Regions from separate parts of the Mus musculus genome. Here region 2 is linked to region 1. The links are chromatin contacts, called in public promoter capture Hi-C maps. All regions are on one chromosome and are shown on one strand. Each heading gives the region's core, a stretch centred on a gene start, on an enhancer-like site or on the middle of the called end of the contact. The rest is flanking DNA. Distances are from core to core; before and after follow the strand shown. Region 1 holds the start of Prps1l3 (phosphoribosyl pyrophosphate synthetase 1-like 3). Region 2 holds the start of Mia2 (MIA SH3 domain ER export factor 2).

Region 1 (4,744 bases), core at 1,441-3,940:
TCAGCACTTATTACTACTAAAACACATTAGATATACAAATTGTTATTAGAGATTTGAGCAACAGCATTAATAAGGCACATATAAAACAATCCATCCACTGACAAATCCATATCACTTGTGCAGATATATTTTATAAACAGCTACAAACAGATTAGTAAGAAGTTTTAGTGATTATTCATTTGAATAAGGAATTAAAAAGTCCATGTTTTATATACTTCTTTCTATATGAATTATTTCACAATAAAGATTTTAAAAGTTATTATCAAGTTTTTTTCTATTTTTCAAAGTTCATTCCACAAGATAAAATACAAAGAAGGATTTTGAGCTCTTTGCCTTGTTGCCCTGGATGGCGATGGATGCTGACCCTCCACTATGTTTGTTTTTGGTCATGGTAGTCTTCAAAATCCTCAAGATAAAATACAAAGAAGCCCTGTGGGGTGGTGCCCTCATTTAATCCCAGCACTTGGGAGGCAGAGGCAGGATAATTTCCCTGAGTTCAAGTTCAGCTTGGTCTACATAGCAACTTCTCAAACAGCCAGACTCAAAAGAGAATGTCTTAAGAAAAAGACGGAGACAGATGTTGGTATGTTTAAAGAAGAAACAAGAAGAATATTCAAGATTATAAACTACAGTAAACTGAACCCTGTTATAGTCTAGTTATTTCTAAACTGTACACATATTACACATAATGAAAGCAATCTCAATGTACATACACAAATCTAATGCAGTACTTTAAATTTATACTATATCACATACCTATATATATATTAAAATTAAATTTCAAGACATAATTATACTTCATGAAAATGCAATAAATTGTACACAGGACTTAAGCATGGTTTTGTATGTTTATTAAGCTTTCAAACTTATCACACAAAGATTTTTATTTTATACTGTCTTTGAAGAATAATGTACATGTCCTATTCATATTTGTTTTGCCATTATTACTTTTATCTAGTGAAATAATTCATATTATCTCACTTTTACAAACTTTGCCTCCATTAAATAAATATATTGCTTGGGCTGTAGAGATGGCTCAGTGGTTAAACGCACTGACTCTTCCAGAAGTCCTGAGTTCAATTCCTAACAACTACATGGTAGCTCACAACCATTTGTAATAGGATCTGATGCCCTCTTATGGTGTGTCTAAAGAGAGCAACAGTTTATTCACATACATAAATCTTTAAAGTATATACATATATATATTGCTATATTATTTTCATAGGATTGGATCTAGGTTGGTTTCTTTCAATTTGACAAGACTACCATGACCAAAAACAAACATAGTGGAGGGTCAGCATCCATCGCCATCCAGGGCAACAAGGCAAAGAGCTCAAGGCTGGAACCTGGAAACAGGAACTGAAGCAGAGACCAGGGAGTAACCTTGCTTACTGGCTTGCTCTCCATAGCATGCTTGGTTTGCTTCCTTAACAACTGCGGTCCAACCTGCCTGGGGCTGAAAAAACCCAGTGATCTGGGCCCTCTCATATCAATCATTAATCAAGAAAATGTTCCCAATCTGATGGAGGCAATTCCTCCTTTAACTACCCTCCTCTCAAGTCACTCTAGTTTGAGGCACATTGAGGTACGGGATGATAGCCTATGTAATGATTATGTAACTAACTGTCCTTTGATGTGAGGTTCATTCCAGATGGCAATACGAAACTTTGCAAAGTGAGGTAACTCGTGAGACAGGTTAAAACTGTCCTTCTTTAGCTGTCTACCACCATCGGGAATTAACGGACATCAAAACGCTCAAGGAGCCCTTCCAAAGGCCTATTCTCTTAGAAACCTAGTCTATTCTTCTATCTTGTAGTGTCCAACTTCAAGTACTTCACCAATACCACTGGGTGGTGTCATCCTCCAGTTAGAAAAGCCAGCTCTTGGCCGGGCGATGGTGGCGCACACCTTTAATCCCAGCACTCGGGAGGCAGAGGCAGGCGGATTTCTGAGTTCGAGGCCAGCCTGGTCTACAAAGTGAGCTCCAGGACAGCCAGGGCTATACAAAGAAACCCTGTCTCGAAAAAAAAACCAAAAAGAAAAAGAAAAAAAAGAAAAGCCAAATCTTGAATGTAGTGAAGGCAGAGTTTGCAGCTGCATCTTACTAATGTAGGCGCCGGGCATACTGAACTACACTGGGGTTTTTGCTCGCACTTTGAAGGGTGAGAACTGTGAATCGCTCAAGTGTCCCGCAAAAGCACAGAGTGGATCCGCGGTCCCGCCAGGACTGAAACCCTAACTCGTCAAAGCTTAGAGGAAAAACAGCCCACACTTCCGAGTCATTGTTCGTCCCTTCTTAACTTTTGAAAGACTATGACGCCATGAGGCCGAAACCTGGAGAAGGAGCGGTGTTGTCACCTGAGGACGCCGCGACGCGGGCCACGCAGCGCTCCTGCACCTCCAGGGGCCGCGGCCGGAAGTCCCGGGCGGGCTGCAGGCCACCCTGAGGTTCTCCCCCCTCCCCCAGCCGCTCCCGGTCCACGCCGTTACCTGAGGAGCCGCGGGATCCTTAAGCGCCCACTCCGCTCGCGTAGTTGCCCGGTCCTGTGGCGCCGCCACCGAGGCAGCCAATCGTCGCGCGAAACGCTGCGCGTGCCCCTGAGTAACCAAAAAGAGCAGAGCGGGCGAGAGGAAGCGCGCGAGAGCACGCGGGGACGAGGCTGCGCGCAGCGAGCATGCGCGAGTCCGCTGGCTGCCGCGGGGCGGGGCGGGACGGGGCGGGGCTTCCGGCGAGCTGGAGGGCTCAAGGATGGTTCCGGGCTGCTGGAAAGGAAGGCGACCTCGAGGTCGCGTTCTGTGGGAGGAGCTGACAACCAGTGCGCGCTAACTGGGGAAATGTGTGGTTCTCGGGCTCATCCCATGGAGTATCTTCACTGGGCAGTGGTTTCCTTCTGTGCGCAGTGCTTTGCGGGGACAGAAGGAAAGGTCCTGCGAAGTGAGCCAGAGTGAGACTTAGACATCGGCCAATGGTTTCAGAAAAGCTTTAAGGCTGGTGACATTTTGACTTCAGGACTAGAAAGGGTGTACTCAGAATGTTCAATCGCAGAACTTAAAAGAAAGGGCTGAACGCCAGGGATATTTTTAAAGCGAAGTATAGGAGTAATGTGGAATTCTATTAGATGATATAGCTGATAATATTCGAATATTTTTCTCCTTTTAAAGAAAGAGAAGTAGTGTCCCTATGCTGCCCTATCTAATCTAGAACTCCTGCACCCCACCCTAGCCACTGATGCTCTGGTAATTTAGTGTTGAGCTATTGAAGTCACTCTAACTTATCTATTTATTGAGGGCATACTACATGCCAAGTAGTCTTCTGGATGCTGGGGTAACAGTAATAATAGTAATTTTTTACACCCACAGCAGAAAATTATATTTATTTTCTGAATTAATAGACAAAGTTCGTGAAAGACTTTATTTTGGCTTATAGCAATACGAGATCCGTGTCCACCATGCTAATAAAGGCAGGATGGCAAAGTGGCTAGCCATCCAGTCAAAAAACAAGAGAATAGAAAATGGAGCTGGGCTCTATAACCAAAAAGCAGTGACCCATTTCCTCTAGCAAAGGTTCACCTTTCAGAAGTGCCACATACTCCACAAAGTAGGTGACAGGAGGAATGAAGCATGGAAAAAAAGGATGAGATGACCAGATGGAAATTATTTGGAATAAATAGAGCATAATACTAAAAAGAAAAAGTTTCATTATTTATGTAACTAATGACTAGTACTAGTGACTTGTGACAGATTCAGGCTTTAAATGCATTTTTAAATTTTATTTATTACTTTACATTAGTCGGAGTTGAATCATATTTTTATGTAAACAAACCACCACTAAAAAAATATGATTATGGTGGTACACATCTGTAATTCTGAACCTTTGAAGAGTGAACGTGAATTCCAGGACAGCCTGGGATACATAGCAAAAGTTTCCAAAAAAGAGGCCACACTAACTTCTAAACAATGAGCCCTAGCAGGGCAGTGGTGGCACACACCTTTAATCCAGCACTTGGGAGGCAGAGGCAGGCGGATTTCTGGGCTCAAGGCCAGCCTGGTCTACAAAGTGAGTTCCAGGACAGCCAGGGCTACAGAGAAACTGTCTCAAAAAAACAAAAAAGAAAAAAATGAGCCCCCATAAAATGAAAAATTGTGTACTTTCAGTATACAGTAGTGTTCCAGAGATTAAGATAGCAAGGGAAGATCAAGTAAGAAAAACACTGAAATTCAGCACAGCAGACATAAAATCTTGAAGCTCCATATTCAACAGCTGGAATTCTTTGGACTCCAATAAGCTTGCACAACCCTGTGGGCACTAGCTCTCTTGCCTATAAGTCATGTAGCCTTCCATCCACACCTGCACCTCAGTGGATGTCCCACAGTTGTAGTATCTCCAACATCACCTCCCAAGCGTCATACAAGAGCCTCTCTGGACCTCTTCAGGTGTGAAGGGATTTGTGCAGGCCTGTGCTATAACGTTCCAGAAAGCTGAGGAGACCAGCATCTTTCATGTGGCATCTTTCATGCCTGATAATCAGTGCCACTCAGACAAAGCTGCCAAGTTCTTGGCCATTTTGGAATAGAGGTGCAGTGGCCACTGTGTACTTTTAAGGCTGATCTGAGAAAACATTGTAATGGGTGCTTGTTTTATGCAGAGAGTGGTATTCTCAGTTCACCCTCTCTCCATTCAGATGAATTTGCAAATTCTCAAGTTGGAGCCTTTGATGGTTGGGTCTTACCCACAGGACACCTT
Region 2 (4,766 bases), core at 140-2,639, 1.9 Mb before region 1:
TTGTCCTTTTGAGACAAAGAACTCATTGTGTAGATCAAGCTGGCCTGGAACTAGAGCTCTGCCTACTTCTGCCTCCTGGTGCCATTATACTTGGCAGAATAAAATTATTTTGCAGTTATGTAGATACCAAAAAATTAAGTTCTTGGGGCTGGGGACATGACGAAGTGGTTAAGAGCCTCTAATCCTCTTGCAGACCCACGTTCAGTTCCCAGCACTATGTGGAAGCTCGTAACTGTCTGTAATTCAAGTTCCAGGGAATCCAATGCCCTCTTCTGGGTTCTATGAGCACTAGGCACATATGTGGTGTATGTATATGTATGTATGTGTGTGTATATATATATATATATATATATATACATACATGCAAAATACCCATATATATAAAATAAAAATAAACAAAGTAGAAATTAATGTCTCTTCATAGAGACTTAAGAAAGTTTCATATTAAATGTTATACATCATACACACACATTGAAACACTTATTTTAGCATTTTTACATAATAAACTGACACAAATGATTAGCATTTGATAAAATTTGGACATCTAAACAGTTTTCAAAATGATGGTTTGAAGTAAAAACATTTTGGGGGAAACTCATGAGAATCGGAAAGTTCTGATTGTGAAATAGAAACTAACCCATATGAGCTTCATCGACAGTGAGTTAACAAACTGCCCGATGGCTTTCCAAACAACTCAATTATCTTTAAAACAAAACAAAACAAAACAAAACAAAACAAAACAAAACAAAAATGGCTAAAAAGCTGGTTATTTAGTTTTTGACACACGAATTAATACTATCTCTACCATAGTTCTATCAGTGTAATTTTTGTCTTTATGCTTATGTTAACATATAAATTATTAAATTTATTAAATGTGTAAAATTTATAATTATGCTGCCACAAAATGCTTTGCTTCTAGAATTCCCTTTTTCGCCTGAAGCTATACTTTATAATTCAAATAGCCATCAATACTACTAACATTGACTTTTTGCCCCACAAGTTCACCGTGAGATTTAATGTGATTTTAGAACTCAGTGTAAGAGAGAATAAGAAAAGCGAACTTACTTTCACATTCCAAGTCACCACACTTCTTAAGGTGTGCCAGCAACTTTGTACCCTCCAGACACTTGGCCAGAGAAACAACCAAAAGAAGGATTCTTTGAACACTGACTTCCGCCATGCCTAAACAAGCCACCAAGGATCCTGGACAAGCGTTAGAATGTTAGGCGGCAGGCATGCCAGAAAAACAGCCCATGCGACGCTCCCTTCCGTAGCGCAAGAGGAAAAAGCTGTGTATTCTTCAATCCCTTCGTAGCTACATTTTCCCGATGGGGCGCTGGCCCAGCTTCAGAAATTAACACTCTCTGGTCTCAGTCTGCAGAGTCAGGTAGCCGGATGATACCGAAGGGCTTAATAATTAACAGGGGTTTTAGCCGGACCAATGTGTTATAAAGTAGCCCATGTGAAACTGACTCACTTAAAGGCACCCTGTGCTCGGTCTGACGGTTCTTAAGCCTCCAAAGAAGGTACCTCAATCTCTGCCACAGTCTTCAGGCAGATGAGTCAATGAGTACAAACCAAATATTTACTACATGCAGGTTCTACCTTCAAAAGAGAAGGTATAGAGCCAGAAAATAGCTCAGTTAATAAGTACTCTTATCATGAAGCCTGATAACCTGAGTTTAATATTACCCAGGACCCACTTGGTAAAAGGACAGACTTGATTCCAGAAGTGGCAGTCTGATCTACACTCATTCACACACACACACACACACACACACACACACACACACACACACACACTCACACCGACTGACAGAAAGGGTATATGTGTAAATGATAAATGTAATTTTAAAAGTTAAACGCATAATCAAAAATGAATTTATTGTTTTTGGGGGAAAAAACTTCAAATACATTAACCAGAAACAATTGCCATACCTGTGACATTAAAAAGAAGATGTATAGTTATATAAAAAGCATTATCAATTTATGTCAAAAGTATGATTTTGAAATATGATGAAATTATCAGAAAAGCTATTCCTTTGGGTATGTTAAAAAATCTTCAGTGTTGTTATGAAGTCACAGTTAGAATAATAGTTAAAACATAATAACTATTACTATGATCCACATATTATTTGAAGTGCCTAGATAATGTGAGTAGTTCTTGATGTGATCTCAACTTTACACCAGCTCTCTGGGACCGGTGACATTATCACCTTAATATTTGCACATAAGCCACAGTAGACACAGGCTAAGCTATCCAATATCATGAAGTGAGTGAAGAATAAATCTAAACGTAGGTGCTGTGGTAGAGCAACACACAAGCTACTGTGTGTTTTTAAGTCATCTCTTGTGAGAAAACAGAAATAGAGAGTTATTCCACACATTAAAAATTAAACGTGGCTTTCGGCCGCCGCAGCCATCTTCCAGTAACTCGCCAAAATGACGAACATAAAGGGAAAGAGGAGAGGCACCCGGTACATGTTCTCTAGGCCTTTTAGGAAACATGACGTTGTTCCTTTGGCCACATACATGCGAATCTACAAGAAGGGTGATATTGTAGACATCAAGGGAATGGGCACTGTTCAAAAAGGAATGCCCCATAAGTGCTACCGCGGCAAAACCGGAAGAGTCTACAATGTCACCCAGCATGCCGTGGGCATCATTGTAAACAAGCAAGTTAAGGGCAAAGTTCTGGCCAAGAGGATCAATGTGCGGATTGAGCACATCAAGCACTCAAAGAGCAGGGACAGCTTCCTGAAGTGGGTGAAGGAGAACGACCAGAAGAAAAAGGAAGCCAAAGAGAAGGGCACCTGGGGGCAGCTGAAGTGTCAGCCTGCACCACCCAGAGAAGCACACTTTGTGAGGACTAACGGAAAAGAGCCTGAGCTGTTGGAGCCCATTCCATACGAATTCATGGCCTAATGTACACAAAGAAATAAAATACCAGCACAAAAAAAAAAAAAAATTAAACGTGTATTTCTAAAAGTGGAGGGAAAGTGAGATGAGAAAATTCTGAAAATGTTTCCCTGAAGAGTGGAAATGTGATTTCAGGATGTATTCTCCTTTAGAGATTTCCTTAGTAAAAGCCAATAAGCATCTGTCATTTAAAAATAAGTTGTGAAAATCATTTTGTCATTTGAATGTTGCTATTGCTTTAAAAGGGTCAAAGTCCTATATTGGGAAATTCTGTTTAAGGGAACTAGATCTGAAGGTCCTTGGGTCCCAAGGTAGCACATTCCACTTCAGTGCCAGACAGAAATAAAACAAATATTCAACACACCTGTAAGCTAAAGTAAAGGAGCTTTGCTTTCAAACTCGTAACAGAGCAGTACACTGCCTGCTGGTTTGTTTATCAGTAGGAAGTCTGTTCTCTCCCAGATCGAGATTTTGCATCTCCCAAAAGAATACAGTGCAACATGAACTTGCACTTGAGGGTTAAGTGACTTGCCACAGAGCATTCCATAGTTGTACACACACACACACACACACACACACACACACACACACACACACACACAGTGTAGATCAGTTTCTTGAATACATTCATGAGTCTGCAATATAATTGGTGATGACATTTAAATAGAAATCAGACCCCTAAGAAGGACATTAATAACTCACTTAAAGAATGATAGGAAAACACAGATAAACAGGTGATGGAATTGAACAAAACCATCCAGGATCTAAAAATGGAGGTAGAAACAATAAAAAAAAAAAAAAACACAAAGGGAGACAACTCTGGATATAGAAATCCTAGGAAAGAAATCAGGAACCATAGATGCGAGCATCAGCAACAGAATACAAGAGATGGAAGACAGAATCTCAGGTATAGAAGATTCCATAGAGAACATGGACACAACAATCAAAGAAAATGCAAAATGCAAAAAGATCCTAACTCAAAACATCTAGGAAATCCAGGACACATTGAGAAGACCAAACCTAAGGATAATAGGAGTGGATGAGAATGAAGATTTTCAACTTAAAGGGCCAGCAAATATATTCAACAAAATTATAGAAGAAAACTTCCCTAACCTAAAGAAAGAGATGCCCATGAACATAAAAGAAGCCAACAGAACTCCAAATAGACTGGATCAGAAAAGACATTCCTCACGACACATAATAATCAGAACAACAAATGCACTAAATAAGTATAGAATATTAAAAGCAGTAAGGAAAAAATATCAAGTAATATAGAAAGGCAGACCTATCAGAATTACACCAGACTTCTCACCAGAGACTATGAAAACCAGAAGATCCAGGACAGATGTCATATAGACCCTAAGAGAACACAAACGCCAGCCCAGGCTACTATACCCAGCAAAACTCTCAATTACCATAGATGGAGAAACCAAAGTATTCCATGACAAAACCAAATTCACACAATATCCACAAATCCAGCCCTTCCAAGGATAATAAAGGGAAAGCATCAACACAAGGACGGAAATTACACCCTAGAAAAAGCAAGAAAGTAATCCTTCAACAAACCTAAAAGAGGGCTGGTGAGATGGCTCAGCAGGTAAGAGCACTGACTGCTCTTCCAAAGGTCCTGAGTTTAAATCCCAGCAACCACATGGTGGCTTACAACCATCTGTAACAAGACTAGATGCCCTCTTCTGGTGTGTCTGAAGACAACTACAGTGTACTTACATATATTAAATAAATAAATCTTAAAAAAAAAAAAAACCTAAAAGAAGACAGCCCCAAGAACAGAATCCCAACTCTAACAACAAAGATAGCAGAAAGCAACAATTACTTTTCCTTAATAT

The links. Promoter capture Hi-C pulls out the DNA fragments that hold promoters and counts their contacts.
Region 2: a contact with region 1 is called in a promoter capture Hi-C map of liver, with 5 times the contacts expected there. The contact joins the promoter of Mia2 here to the promoter of Prps1l3 in region 1. A contact is called at or near these places in 3 of 39 promoter capture datasets (hippocampal neurons and liver).

Annotation. Positions count from the first base shown.
Region 1 is chr12:57,228,358-57,233,101 of GRCm38.p6, reverse strand. Prps1l3 (phosphoribosyl pyrophosphate synthetase 1-like 3) reads right to left here and starts at 2,690. Exons shown (of 2, transcript NM_001037746.3): 1 at 2,491-2,690. It overlaps Mipol1 (mirror-image polydactyly 1), which reads right to left and starts at 2,677. Exons shown (of 10, transcript NM_001164370.1): 1 at 2,491-2,677.
Region 2 is chr12:59,092,214-59,096,979 of GRCm38.p6, reverse strand. It overlaps Mia2 (MIA SH3 domain ER export factor 2), which reads right to left and starts at 1,389. Exons shown (of 30, transcript NM_001368839.1): 1 at 1,066-1,389. The coding sequence starts at 1,180. It also overlaps the pseudogene Rpl21-ps3.